Linked DNA regions of Sus scrofa: region 1 is linked to region 2. A link is a contact called in public HiChIP or PLAC-seq data. All regions are on one chromosome and are shown on one strand. Each heading gives the region's core, a stretch centred on a gene start, on an enhancer-like site or on the middle of the called end of the contact. The rest is flanking DNA. Distances are from core to core; before and after follow the strand shown. Region 1 overlaps LOC106506229 (a long non-coding RNA gene). Region 2 holds the start of ZNF703 (zinc finger protein 703).

The links. HiChIP or PLAC-seq counts read pairs in DNA pulled down with a chosen protein or histone mark.
Region 1: a contact with region 2 is called in an H3K27ac HiChIP or PLAC-seq map of skeletal muscle. The contact joins the enhancer-like site here to the promoter of ZNF703 in region 2. A contact is called at or near these places in 8 of 47 Hi-C or Micro-C datasets (alveolar macrophages, brain, embryonic fibroblasts and 5 more) and 2 of 2 datasets of contacts at active chromatin or transcription factors (alveolar macrophages and skeletal muscle).

The regions. Positions count from the first base shown.
Region 1 is chr15:48,858,075-48,863,828 of Sscrofa11.1, reverse strand. LOC106506229 (a long non-coding RNA gene) reads right to left here. Exons shown (of 7, transcript XR_002339142.1): 5 at 4,576-4,659; 6 at 2,734-4,047. Among named protein-coding and RNA genes, the nearest start is that of ZNF703, 160 kb to the right of the region's middle. Within about 2 kb of position 2,783, at least 17 of the 83 cell types and tissues checked have an H3K27ac peak or open chromatin away from gene starts, as enhancers often do. A contact at or near this core is called in omental adipose tissue, retroperitoneal adipose tissue, skeletal muscle and 1 more, where this site is marked.
Region 2 is chr15:48,693,966-48,699,885 of Sscrofa11.1, reverse strand. It overlaps ZNF703 (zinc finger protein 703), which reads left to right and starts at 3,247. Exons shown (of 2, transcript XM_003133370.5): 1 at 3,247-3,707; 2 at 4,689-5,920. The coding sequence starts at 3,465. It overlaps LOC110256999 (a long non-coding RNA gene), which reads right to left and starts at 3,113. Exons shown (of 2, transcript XR_002339108.1): 1 at 2,982-3,113; 2 at 1,205-2,194.

The DNA of each region.
Region 1 (5,754 bases), core at 1,534-4,033, 160 kb before region 2:
AGGTACAGCTCTAAAAAGAAAAAAATAATTTTTTAAAGCCTTGCTCCCCAATATGGAGACAGGACAGACACACATCAAGCAAGTAGGACTCACAAAAATATCACAAGCTGGGGAGTTCCCACTGTAGCACGACAGGATCGGTGGCAGGAGCGCTGGAAACTGGGTTTAATCCCCAGCCCAGCATAGTGGGTTAAGGATCTGTTGTTGTCACAACTGCAGCTCGGATCTGATTCCTCACCCAGGAACTCCATATGCCTTGGAGTGGCCAAATATATATATATATATATATATATATACATGTCAATCCTGAGCTGGGGCAGGTCCTCTTGGGCCCCAGTTGCAGCCTCTACAGGACACCGTCTTGCTCTCCACAATGTGTCACCAAATCCCCAGTAAGCAGGAGCCTCCTCCCCCCACCAAAGAGGTGTGTGCCTTGGAGCAGGAGTTCCCAGGAACGTATGATGCAAAAGGGCCTTCTGTAAGTCAACAGGCAAGGAACTGAGGAGGAGAGATGGGGTGGAGCGAGCGTGCTTCACACCTCCCAGATCAAGTCGTGCCTTGGCCTGATGCTGAGACGGCACATCTCAGAGGCAGACAAATGGACCCGAAAGGGTGGGAGTGGACGGGAAAGCAACACTGAGGAGGTCAGCCTGGCAGCTCTGACCCCAACCCCTCCCCAGGGGGAAAATGAGGGAAGAACTGGTTATAGGGGAGTGGGTCCCAGCACCGGCCTACGGGAGCATGAGGCCATGCCTTTCTCTCTGAAGACATAGGTACCAAGCCCGCCAGAACTTCTTGGGGGAGTGGGAGACAGAGGTTGTAGGAGTACTGGGCGCTACAGCTCTACAGGACATCTTCCAAATGCCCGGGACAGACAGACCGATGGAAACAGTGCAGTCAACCAGCAAGAACTTCCGCTTCCAGAATCTTCTCTCCAATGTGGCAGCAGGAACCCCCCTGCTCCCCAAGAGGGGAAACATTCTCAGAGTCCTGAATGTCCCCATCCACCCGGGGTTCCAGCCTTAAAGAAAACTGCCTTCAGAGCCAGGCTGGGTTCTTTCTCCTGCACTCCCACCCCCTCCCCCCAGGGAGAAAAAAATTCAGATAGCTTTCTGACTATTAATAACATCGCCTGCCATGTCAAACCAGATAATGAGGAAGTTGACCAAAGCGAGGGATCCTTGATTAAGTAACGAGGCACAGGCTAGTCTGGGAATCGGGCAGGCTGGGAAAGCGAGGCCCTAGGTCTCCTGGGGGCAATGATGGGGCCGCCCCTGCCCCTCCTGTGGCTCCCACCTGAGAGCTCCCTTTTCTCTTCAGCTGCTTTCCCTCCCCAGTAGAATTAGAATCTGAGGAGGAGGAGTTCCCATTGTGCTTCAGCAGTAATGAACCTGACTAGTATCCATGAGGACGAAGGTTTGATCCCTGGCTTTGCTCAGTGGGTTAAAGATCTGTCGTTGCTGTCAGCTGTGGTGTAGATTGCAGATGTGGTTTGGATCCCACATAGCTGTGGCTGTGAATTAGGGTGGCAGCTGTAGCTCCGATTCGACCCCTAGCCTGGGAACTTCCATGTGCTGAGAGTGAGGCCTTAAAAAGCAAAAAATAAAATAAAATAAAATCAAGAGGAGTTCCCATCATGGCACAGTGGTTTACGAATCCGACTAGGAACCATGAGGTTGCAGGTTTGATCCCTGGCCTGGCTCAGTGGGTTAAGGATCTGGCGTTGCCATGAGCTTGTGGTGTAGGTTGCAGACGCGGCTCGGATCCCACGTTGCTGTGGCTCTGGCATAGGCCAGTGGCTACAGCTCCGATTGGACCCCTAGCTTGGGAAACTCCATATGCCGCGGGAGCGCCCAAGAAATGGCAAAAAGACAAAAAAAAAAAAAAAAAAAAAAAAAAAAAATCAAGAATCTGTGTTGATGAGCCTGAAGGCAGCCCCGAGTTCCAACCAGGGGAGCCCAGCCTGGAACACCCAGCCTGGAACGCCCATCCATTGCCACGGACCCACCCAGCCCTTTTGGAAACCAAACAGCCTGGCTTTGCTCTCCTTCCCCCATGCAAGCACCCCTGGCCTTCTCCACTAAGTGAACATAACAAGCAAAGAAACTTGACACTGGAAGGGACAGGAGCCATGGTTCGGGAGCTGTCAGCCTTGATGTCTCTGAGACCCAAGATTCGACGTCACGTCCCCTGTACAGACCGAGATATTTAATAAAGTAAAGCCCTCGGGATCAAGAGGCTGCCATGCCCCCATCCCTTCCTACAGCTCGAGCTGGAGTTCTTTAAAGCCTGCCTCACGTCTGTCTCCCTCTCCAGAAAGCCTTTCATGCCGCCTCGCCAGACTGACATTTTGACAAGTTGCCACGAGTGACATCTGATTTGTACAAATTTCAAGACTAATAAATCTACCTGTCAAAGCGGAAACTTTAAAAGGAGCTAAGCCCAGCGGGTATAGTTTAACAGAACTCAAGTTGATGAAACTGTAGGATGGAGAAATTATATCTGTCACAATCCACCCACATTAGTTCTGCAGAAATGTTGGCAACTGAAACAAACGTCTTTCACGGGCGTTACCGAAAGAAAAAAAATTAAAAATTAAAAAAAAATTTTTAATCGAAAAAGGAGATTGTTAATACCCCGAGTAACAAGTAACAGTGCTATTTGTAAACTAATGAATTTTATGTACTTCGTTTTTAATTTTGTTGCAGATGTGAGAAGTGGCTTTCCTCCTACCTCTTAGGCTGTCTCCCTGGAATCTGGACTTTCCATTCAAGCTGGGACCCATCAGTCACCCGTCTCTGGCTCCGGGCTGGCCTGCCTGTGGGTGAATGGGGGCAGGGGCACTGCGAGCCGGACTGAGGCTGACCCGCTGCCCGCAGCCCTGTGTCCTGGCCCCAGCCTCCAGCTCCTCCATCCCCCGGGGGGCCCTGAATCACTTCCTCCACTGCCCTCAGGCCTTGACCTGGAGCCTAAGGCCTGGGCCCCCCTTCTGGGCTTTGCTGTGGGATTTTTGTTTGCAAGAATGCAAATGTTGGAGGGGAGAGAGAGAGCAGGAACTAAGGCCAGAAAAACTTCTAAGTCTGGCTAACTTTTTATTTTTATCTTATCTTCCCTTCCTGTCTCTGACAAGTCCACTTTTGCTTTGAATCATCTTGTCAGAAATGGAGAAGCCAGAATTCTCCGATGAGAGGAAGAAACTCCGGGGAGGGAGGCGGGCTTCTCAGGAGTCCCACACACCTAGGAAGTCCAAAAGCAGTGATGAGTCTGAAACAGGGTCCCAAGGTCTTCCTGCGTCCTCTGCCCTTCCCTGCACCTCCTACCCTCAAAGGCCGAGAGGAGGGCAAATTTCGCCCAGCCCCCAGGAGTGGCCTCCACTTGCCCTGTTTTCTGTTTGCCGGCAGCCTCAACAAGCCATAAGCTCTCCTCATCATTGTTATTACTACTGCCTTTCCTCCTGGGAGTTCCCAGTGGGATCTCCTTTGGCCTCTCACTCCTGCCATTAAAGAAGCAAGCAAGCAGGACCGAGAGGAGATTTGTTTTCATGTTCCGCAAGGGGCAGAGGGGCTGAGGGCCAGATTCCAACCCAAAGACCATGTGTTTGGTTCCCTCCCTCCCCATAAGGGCTGCTTCCGCTCTCCAGTTCTGGAACTTCTGCCTCATTTTCACTTGGCTGGGACACTATCTAGAAGCTCACACCTTCTTTTCCATGCAGGCCAGGAGACAGCTAGGTGAGAGCCATGATCATAAGGATAACAATGCTACACCTGGTGACAGTGAGTCTGTATCAGGACTAAAAGAGGGGTGGGGGAAGATCTTGACAATCTGAGATGCTCCCAGGGACCCTGAGCTGCTCTTTCAGGACAGGTAACGCTGTGCCAGTCTGTCTGCTGGGGACTGGGGCTGCCCCTAGTCCCTCCAAGTTTAATACCTTTCCCCTGCCAGTTCGATGTTTGCTAAGTAGATTCCACATGCCATGCTCTGCTCTGCAGCAGGTGAGTCGTGGAGACGTCCAGAACGTTATCCTCATCCCAAAGCACTTTAACAGACCTGGTGGGATAATGCAAACAAGATGACACAGAGCAAAATAGATCCTGATCAAGAACAAAGGAAGTTCAAGTCAAGAATGTGAAGGACGTGAAGAAGCCTTAGACCCAGCCCTGCCACTCACTGGCTGTGGCACCTCGGAAAGAACATCCCCTTTGCAAAATGAGATGGTGTCCAAATGATCTGAAGGCCCCTGCATTTTTTTTTTTTTCTTTTCTTTTGGCCACCCCTCAGCAGATGGAAGTTCCCAGGCTAGGGATCAGATCTGAGCCACGGCTGTGACCTAATCCACAGGTGCTATAACGCTGGATCCTTAACCCGCTATGCCAGGCTGGGGATTGAACCTGCATTCTGGCTGCAGAGACACCAGCGATCCCGTTGCATCACAGTGGGAACTCCAGCCCCTGCATTTTCTGTGTCTTAGAGGAGAGGCCTTGCAAGATTACACAGGTGAAAGCTCTTGATGAGCAGCAACCATTTAGGCAATGGCTGGTTGCTATCGTCACCTTGGGCTGGGACGAACTGACCTACCTTCACTCAGAAGTCAGGCTGACATCCAGTAGCCACACAACCAACCAAGGCAGAAGTAAATGAAGAAGCAGGTTGGGCAGGGCTCTGAAGAGACAGAATCATGTCATGCTCTGCCCATGGCACCCACAGCCAGAGCTACAGCTCCCATCTCTCATCCTGTCAAGCTCTGGGGCCTCCTCAGTCCCAGTTAGCAGCAGGCAGGGCTGGCGGGGTGCAGCCTGGGGAGATGAGAGCAGCAAGACCAAAGAGAAACCACAGAACTTCCTTTCCCAGGCAGGGTTGTGGCAAAGCCATACATGAGGAGGTCGGACATGGTCTAGAACCGTGATTAGAAATCCTGGGGTAGGAGTGCTCATTGTGATTCAGCAGTAACAAACCCGAATCATATCCAGGAGCACATGGGTTCAATCCCTGGCCCTGCTCAGTGGGTTAAGGATCCAACATGCCATGAGCTCTCGTGTAGGTCAAAGACAAGGCTTGGATCCTGTGTTGCTGTGGCTGTGGTGTAGGCCAGCAGCTGCAGCTCTGATTCAACCCCTAGCCTGGGAACTTCTATAAGCCACAGTTTGGGCCAAAGAAAGAAAGAAAAAAGAAAAATAAATAAATCCTGGGTAGGAGTTTCCTGGTGGTGCATCAGGTTAAGGATCCATCAGTCTCACTGCAGCAGCTCAGGTCACTGTAGTGGCTCAGGTTCAATCCCTGGCCCAGGAACTTCCACATGCCATGGACATGAACAAAAAATCAAAAAACACAGGGAACTATATCCAATCACTTGTGATAAAACATGATGGAAGATAACATGAGGAAAAAATGTATATATGTGTATGACTGGGTCACCTTACAACAGAAATTGACAGAACATTGTCAATCAACTGCACTTTAATTTAAAATTGATTGATTGATTGATTGCTTTTTAGGGCCGCACTCTGTGGCATATGGAGGGTCCCAGCCTTGAGGTCAAATTGGAGCTACACCTGCCAGCCTACACCACAGCCACAGCAATGTGAGATTTGAACTTAGTCTTCAAACTATATCACAGCTCACGGGCAATGTCAGATCCTCCACCCACTGAGCAAGGCCAGGAATCAAACCAGCATCCTCATGGATACTAGTCAGATTTGTTTCTGCTGTACCACAAATGGAACTCCTTAAAAAAAATTTTTTAATAAAATAAATTAA
Region 2 (5,920 bases), core at 1,998-4,497:
ATGGAAAAGATAACAACAGTAACTAAAACTTATCAAGAGCCTGACACACCAGGTTGTAATTCCTGACCACATTGGCAGGGGGAGTCCTCACACAGTGCTGGCCCCTGTCCTGTGGTCCTGGTGCCATCCCTCCCAGGGCAACCTAGGAAGGGCCTGGAGAGAAGGGGAAAAGGCCCCTTAGCCACAGAACTGCAACTTTTTTGCAAGGGGGTGGCTTGTGTCCTGTACGACAGTGTCTTTGCATGGCCTTCTCAACCACACCCCATTACCCTCAATAAAGTCAACCCAAGTAAAAACTTAGCCTGATTCTCTTGCAGGTGACAAGCCATCCTTTGGACACAGTCCTTGCTTTAGGTCACTAGAGCCCCACTTAGGACTATGCAGGGGTCAGCATTTCAGCTAAGTGGATGTCAAGTACTGGTTGTAGGGAGTTCCTGTCGTGGCTCAGCAGTAATCCACCTGACTAGTATCCATGAGGATGCAGGTTTGATCCCTGGCCTTGCTCAGTGGGTTAAGGATCTGGTGTTGCCTTGAGCTGTGGTGCAGGTCACAGATGGTTCTCAGATTCTGTGTTACTGCAGCTGTGGCGTAAGTAGGCAGCTGCAGCTCTGATTCGACCCCTAGCCTGTGAACTTCCATATGCCTCAGGTTTGGCTATAAAAAAGGGGGGGGGACTGGTTGTAATAACCATCTAGTGTCTCTTAATTAGGCCTCTGGCCTGGCTAAGTATGGTTTTCCATTTTCCCACCTAAGGTGACTGGATGGGTCCAGCCAAAGGGGCCCTGCTGCCCTCACCAGCACCCCAAAGGGAAGGGTGGCTCTACTCCCTTGCTAGCACTTTCCGGGAAGGGGCAGCAGGCCTGGTCTCCACCTCAGTGCTGTTTGACACCTCCTCTTCCTAGTGATCAGCTGTGAGCTAAGGGAGTGAGGATTTCTAAGGACAACATGTGACTACCTGAGCTGACTCCTCACCCTCCATCCTGAGCCTGGCCTTCCCATCCCCACCTCCTCCTTCCTCCCTTCCTTTCGTTCATTCCTAGGCCTCTTCTTCTCTTTTCCTCTCCAAATAGAGAGTAAATATTTTATCACCCTCCATTCTTCACCCCATTCCTGCTGCCTCCTGCCCCTCTAGTCCTTCCAAACTCCTAAATGCCTTTGTCTGTCTCCTCTCCCCTTTGTACCCAACTGATTCTCCATTAATCACTCCCAACACACATCTGCTTGGGCCCTAGCAGGAGTTCTTGGCTGGCACTCACAGCTGAGCTGGTTACAATCATCAAGAAGGGGTCTTTCATCTCTTCCTGTCTCCAAGGGTGCCCCTCTTCCCAGTTCCTCCTCTAAATGCCTACAAAGGCCCACCCTCTTCCATTCTCACTTCCTCTCTCTGCAGAGCAGTCTCCCAAAGGCCAAATGACCTCTAAGACTGAAGCAGCCCTGCAATGGACATTTAAAATTGGTGTTGGCAGTGGCAGGGACGTTAGAGTACTCAGAAGCTGGCACGAGAAGAGATGGGGGTGGGGAATAAGGACAACCACAATGAAATAAGTGGGCCCCCCCTCCTTCTGGTACCCCTCTTGCTGCAATATGGAATACATCACCCAGTCAGGACATCCCCTGGCATTCATTGTAACCTAATTTTACCAGGATGAAAGTTAGGGTAGGGAAAGCCTGTGTAATTTTTTAGAGGTCTATGCATACTGTCTAAAAAACAGACGCATCCAGGGAGTACATTCAGTTGAGCGTATGACGGATAGGGCCTGGGAGTGGTGCCTGCTGCCTCCTTTACGGAACATGATAAAGGTTCGTGATTGCTATTTGTTATTTCCATGACAGTTGTTTCATTCTGTTGGAAGGACCCCTTTGAAATCATCTATCCCCGTCTTGGTTCTCATGTGATCGCAGGGCGTTGATCAACGAGCAGCAGAGTCAGGGACGGGTAGTCCTGGAGCAATATGCCCCGAGTGACAGGCCTGACAATCGGAGTGATGGATTCGAGCTGGGAAAGTGGTACTCCAAGCGAGGCAGTGACACCAGCGCGCCTCCACTGGTCGCTGAGAGCACGGCGAAGTGGTCTCCCCGGAGGCCAGAGCACAAAGACCCAGGTTCACCTTCTGATCCGCAGGCAGGGAACCTTAATGATGTCGAGATTAGGTCTATGTAAAATCTCTGCCCGGTGCGAGGCTGGCAATGCAAACTTTATTAGAAAGGCACCAGGGGAAGGAGGTGGAGTAGAGGAGAATACTGTTATTTTTAATACAAAGTTTTTAACTCCGAAATTTCCCTGGGAAATTTACCCCCTCCCCAGCCCCGAGAGAAGAAAACATGTGGGGGACGCATCTCTAGAGTTTGTATCCGGGTGCAGCACTTAGATTCCCCCAACCCCCAAATAGCAGCAAGGCTCTGTGCCGTGAGAGAATTTTATGCCTCTAAGCAGGACATTGTAAGAAACCTGAAAACACACTCAAAAACATCGAACCTATAAATCTGTGCGCCGGCGGCGCGCACAACCTAGGGAACAGCGCCTTATCGCAATCATTTCACCCCCTAAGGGAGTCCTCAAACTTGCAGGCTTCGGACAGGACTGGCTCAAAGTTATTGGAGCGCTTTACCCCGCATCCCGAGAACCGCTGCTGCCTCCGGGTCTCGAGCGCTTCCAAATGAGCCCACCCGGGAGAAGCCAATTAGGGGAAGAGAGCTGGACCGGAGCGGAGCCGGAGCTGAGCCTGAGCAGAGCCTGAGCAGGGCCGCAGCAGAGCTGGGTTCCCGAGGCACGGCCCGCCCCCAGGCCGCCTCGGGGAGAGGCTTGGACCTGACTGTAAGAGAGCCAACGCCGGGAGCTCCTACCCCACCCCCACCCCAGTCCACCCCACCCCAAACACACACGGCCTGAGGGTGACTGCCCCCGCCAGCACCAACTCCCCGCGGTGCGAAGGGAGAGAGAACAGAGCGATAGGGAAGCTAGCGAAAGACAGGGCGCAGACCTTGGGGTCACGGAGAAGTCCCCTGCTCTCCGGGACCCCAGGGTAGGGGTGGCCCAGTTGGGGGGAGGGGAGGAGTGCGGAGAGTGGTAAAGGCCGAGGCGGGAGAGGCGCGCGCAGGCGAGGCCCCTTTAAGGCTCTCCCCGCCCACCGGCGGCGCCGGCCTCCGCCCGCCGCTCTCCCCGCCCCGGGGTCCCGGCGAGAGCTGCGATTGGGCGGCCGCGGCGATCCCTTTGAAGTGTGGCTGCCGATCGCGGCTATTTGACGTGCGGCTCGCGGAAGGCGAAGGTTTTTGTGTTGCTCGCCGGGAATAGCGGCGGCGGCGGCGGCTGCAGCGGCGGCGGTGGCGTCGGTGGAGGAGGGGTGGAGGCGCAGCGGCTGCTGCACCGCGCTTGGCGCTGCGGAGCGAGCCCACCCGCCGCGGGAGCTCGCCTCCCCGGTGCTCCCCCTCCCTCCCCGCCCCCCCAGTGGCGCTGCCTCCTCCAAATGAGCGATTCGCCCGCTGGATCTAACCCAAGGACACCCGAAAGCAGCGGCAGCGGTAGCGGCGGAGGCGGGAAGAGGCCGGCGGTGCCGGCGGCGGTGTCTCTCTTGCCCCCGGCGGACCCCCTGCGCCAGGCAAACCGGCTCCCCATCAGGGTCCTGAAGATGCTGAGCGCGCACACCGGCCACCTCCTGCATCCGGAGTACCTGCAGCCGCTGTCCTCCACTCCCGTCAGCCCCATTGAGGTCAGTCGACTGGTCGCTGCCAGTCCAGCGCCGGCCCCATTCCGCCCACCACTGCCGGGCCCACGGCCCTGCTCCCTGCGCCCTGGGGCTCGGTGCGACGCTCAGGTCCGGCCACACTGGCGGACGGTGTGAGAAGGGACGGAGAACAGAGGGATCAGAGCCCACACGGTTCTCCCTGGGCTTTTCCGGAAAGGTTCCCCTTCCACACTCGCCTTTCGGAGCTACATGTTTTCTCCCGGATTGGGTTTGCTCTTGGAGTCTCCACTGGGTCTTTTACTTTTCCTCGCCACCCAGTTTCCAGGCCGGAGAAGATCTCTCCTGGGCCTCTCCCGCCCACCTCTCTCTACCCGGGTTTGTTCTCTTTGAAGCCGGATCGGCCCGGTCCTGCTCCGCCTCTGTCCCATCCGGTTAGAGCGCACTACGCCCCGGCACTCCCGATCCCAGGTCTTTCTTCCTCCCACTTCCCTGGGTGCCCTCCCCGGGAGGGAGGGGCTACCAAGAGAGCGCCAACGGCAGCCCTAGCTTCAGAACGCGCTTTTCCCGGCTTCTACCCCGCGGCGCCACCGCCTGAAACCCGTCCTAAGCGAAGTTACCCAAACTGAAGCAATAAGTTTTTCCCTGGGCATAGACTAGGGGGAGATTCGAGGGCAGGGGGCGAGTTACAGGCCCTCCCTCAGCCCTGACTCCAGAGAAGTCACCTTTGGTAGACTACTTCCACTGCTCTTTTCCCGGGACCGGTGGCGCACTCCGGGGACACCGAGAGCGAGGGATCTCACCGGCCGGCAGGGTTAGCGCAGTTCCGCCCAGCAGCCCCGCCCTCGCTCTCCAGACCCTGTCCCCAAGGTCTTCTCGCCTCGTCCGCCGCCTCGTCGGCTCCCCTCGCCCCCCCCCCCAGCTTCCCAGGCACCCCACTTGTTCACTCTCCCGAGCGGTTTCTCGTCTCACCCCCCTTCTCCCTCCCCTTGCCGCTGTCTCCCACAGCTGGACGCCAAGAAGAGTCCTTTGGCGTTGCTGGCCCAGACTTGCTCGCAGATCGGCAAGCCGGACCCGCCGCCCTCGTCTAAGCTCAACTCGGTAGCGGCGGCCAACGGGCTGGGAGCAGAGAAGGACCCCAGCCGCTCCGCCTCCGGCGCCGCCTCCGCTTCTGCGGCTCTCAAGCAGCTGGGGGACTCCCCGGCCGAGGACAAGTCCAGCTTCAAGCCCTACTCCAAGGGCTCCGGAGGCGGCGACTCCCGCAAAGACAGCGGCTCCTCCTCCGTGTCCTCCACCTCCTCCTCCTCCTCCTTGTCCCCAGGAGACAAGGCGGGCTTCAGGGTCCCAAGCGCCGCCTGCACGCCCTTCCCCCCGCATGGAGCGCCGGTCTCCGCGTCCTCGTCCTCATCCTCCCCTGGTGGCTCTCGGGGCGGCTCCCCGCACCACTCTGACTGCAAGAACGGCGGCGCAGGCGGCAGCGGGGAGCTGGACAAGAAAGACCAGGAGCCCAAGCCCAGCCCGGAGCCTGCGGCCGTGAGCCGCGGCAACGGTGGGGAGCCGGGCGGGCACAGCGGCAGCGGCACGGAGGCCGGGGCCTCCGGGCGCAAGTCGGAGCCGCCCTCCGCGTTGGTGGGGGCCGGCCACGTGGCGCCGGTGTCGCCCTATAAGCCGGGCCACTCGGTGTTCCCGCTGCCACCCTCCAGCATCGGCTACCACGGCTCCATCGTGGGCGCCTACGCCGGCTACCCGTCTCAGTTCGTGCCTGGCCTGGATCCCAGCAAGTCCGGCCTCGTGGGAGGCCAGCTATCGGGGGGCCTGGGCCTGCCGCCGGGCAAGCCCCCCAGCTCCAGCCCGCTCACCGGGGCCTCCCCGCCCTCCTTCCTACAGGGATTATGCCGAGACCCCTACTGCCTGGGAGGCTACCACGGCGCCTCACACCTTGGAGGCTCCAGCTGCTCCACCTGCAGCGCACACGACCCGGCCGGGCCCGGTCTTAAAGCTGGGGGCTATCCGTTGGTGTACCCCGGGCACCCGCTACAGCCCGCCGCGCTCTCGTCCAGCGCCGCCCAGGCTGCGCTCCCCGGCCACCCGCTCTACACCTACGGCTTCATGCTGCAGAACGAACCGCTGCCGCACAGCTGCAACTGGGTGGCGGCCAGCGGGCCGTGCGACAAGCGCTTCGCCACCTCGGAGGAGCTGCTCAGCCACCTACGGACCCACACGGCCTTGCCCGGCGCGGA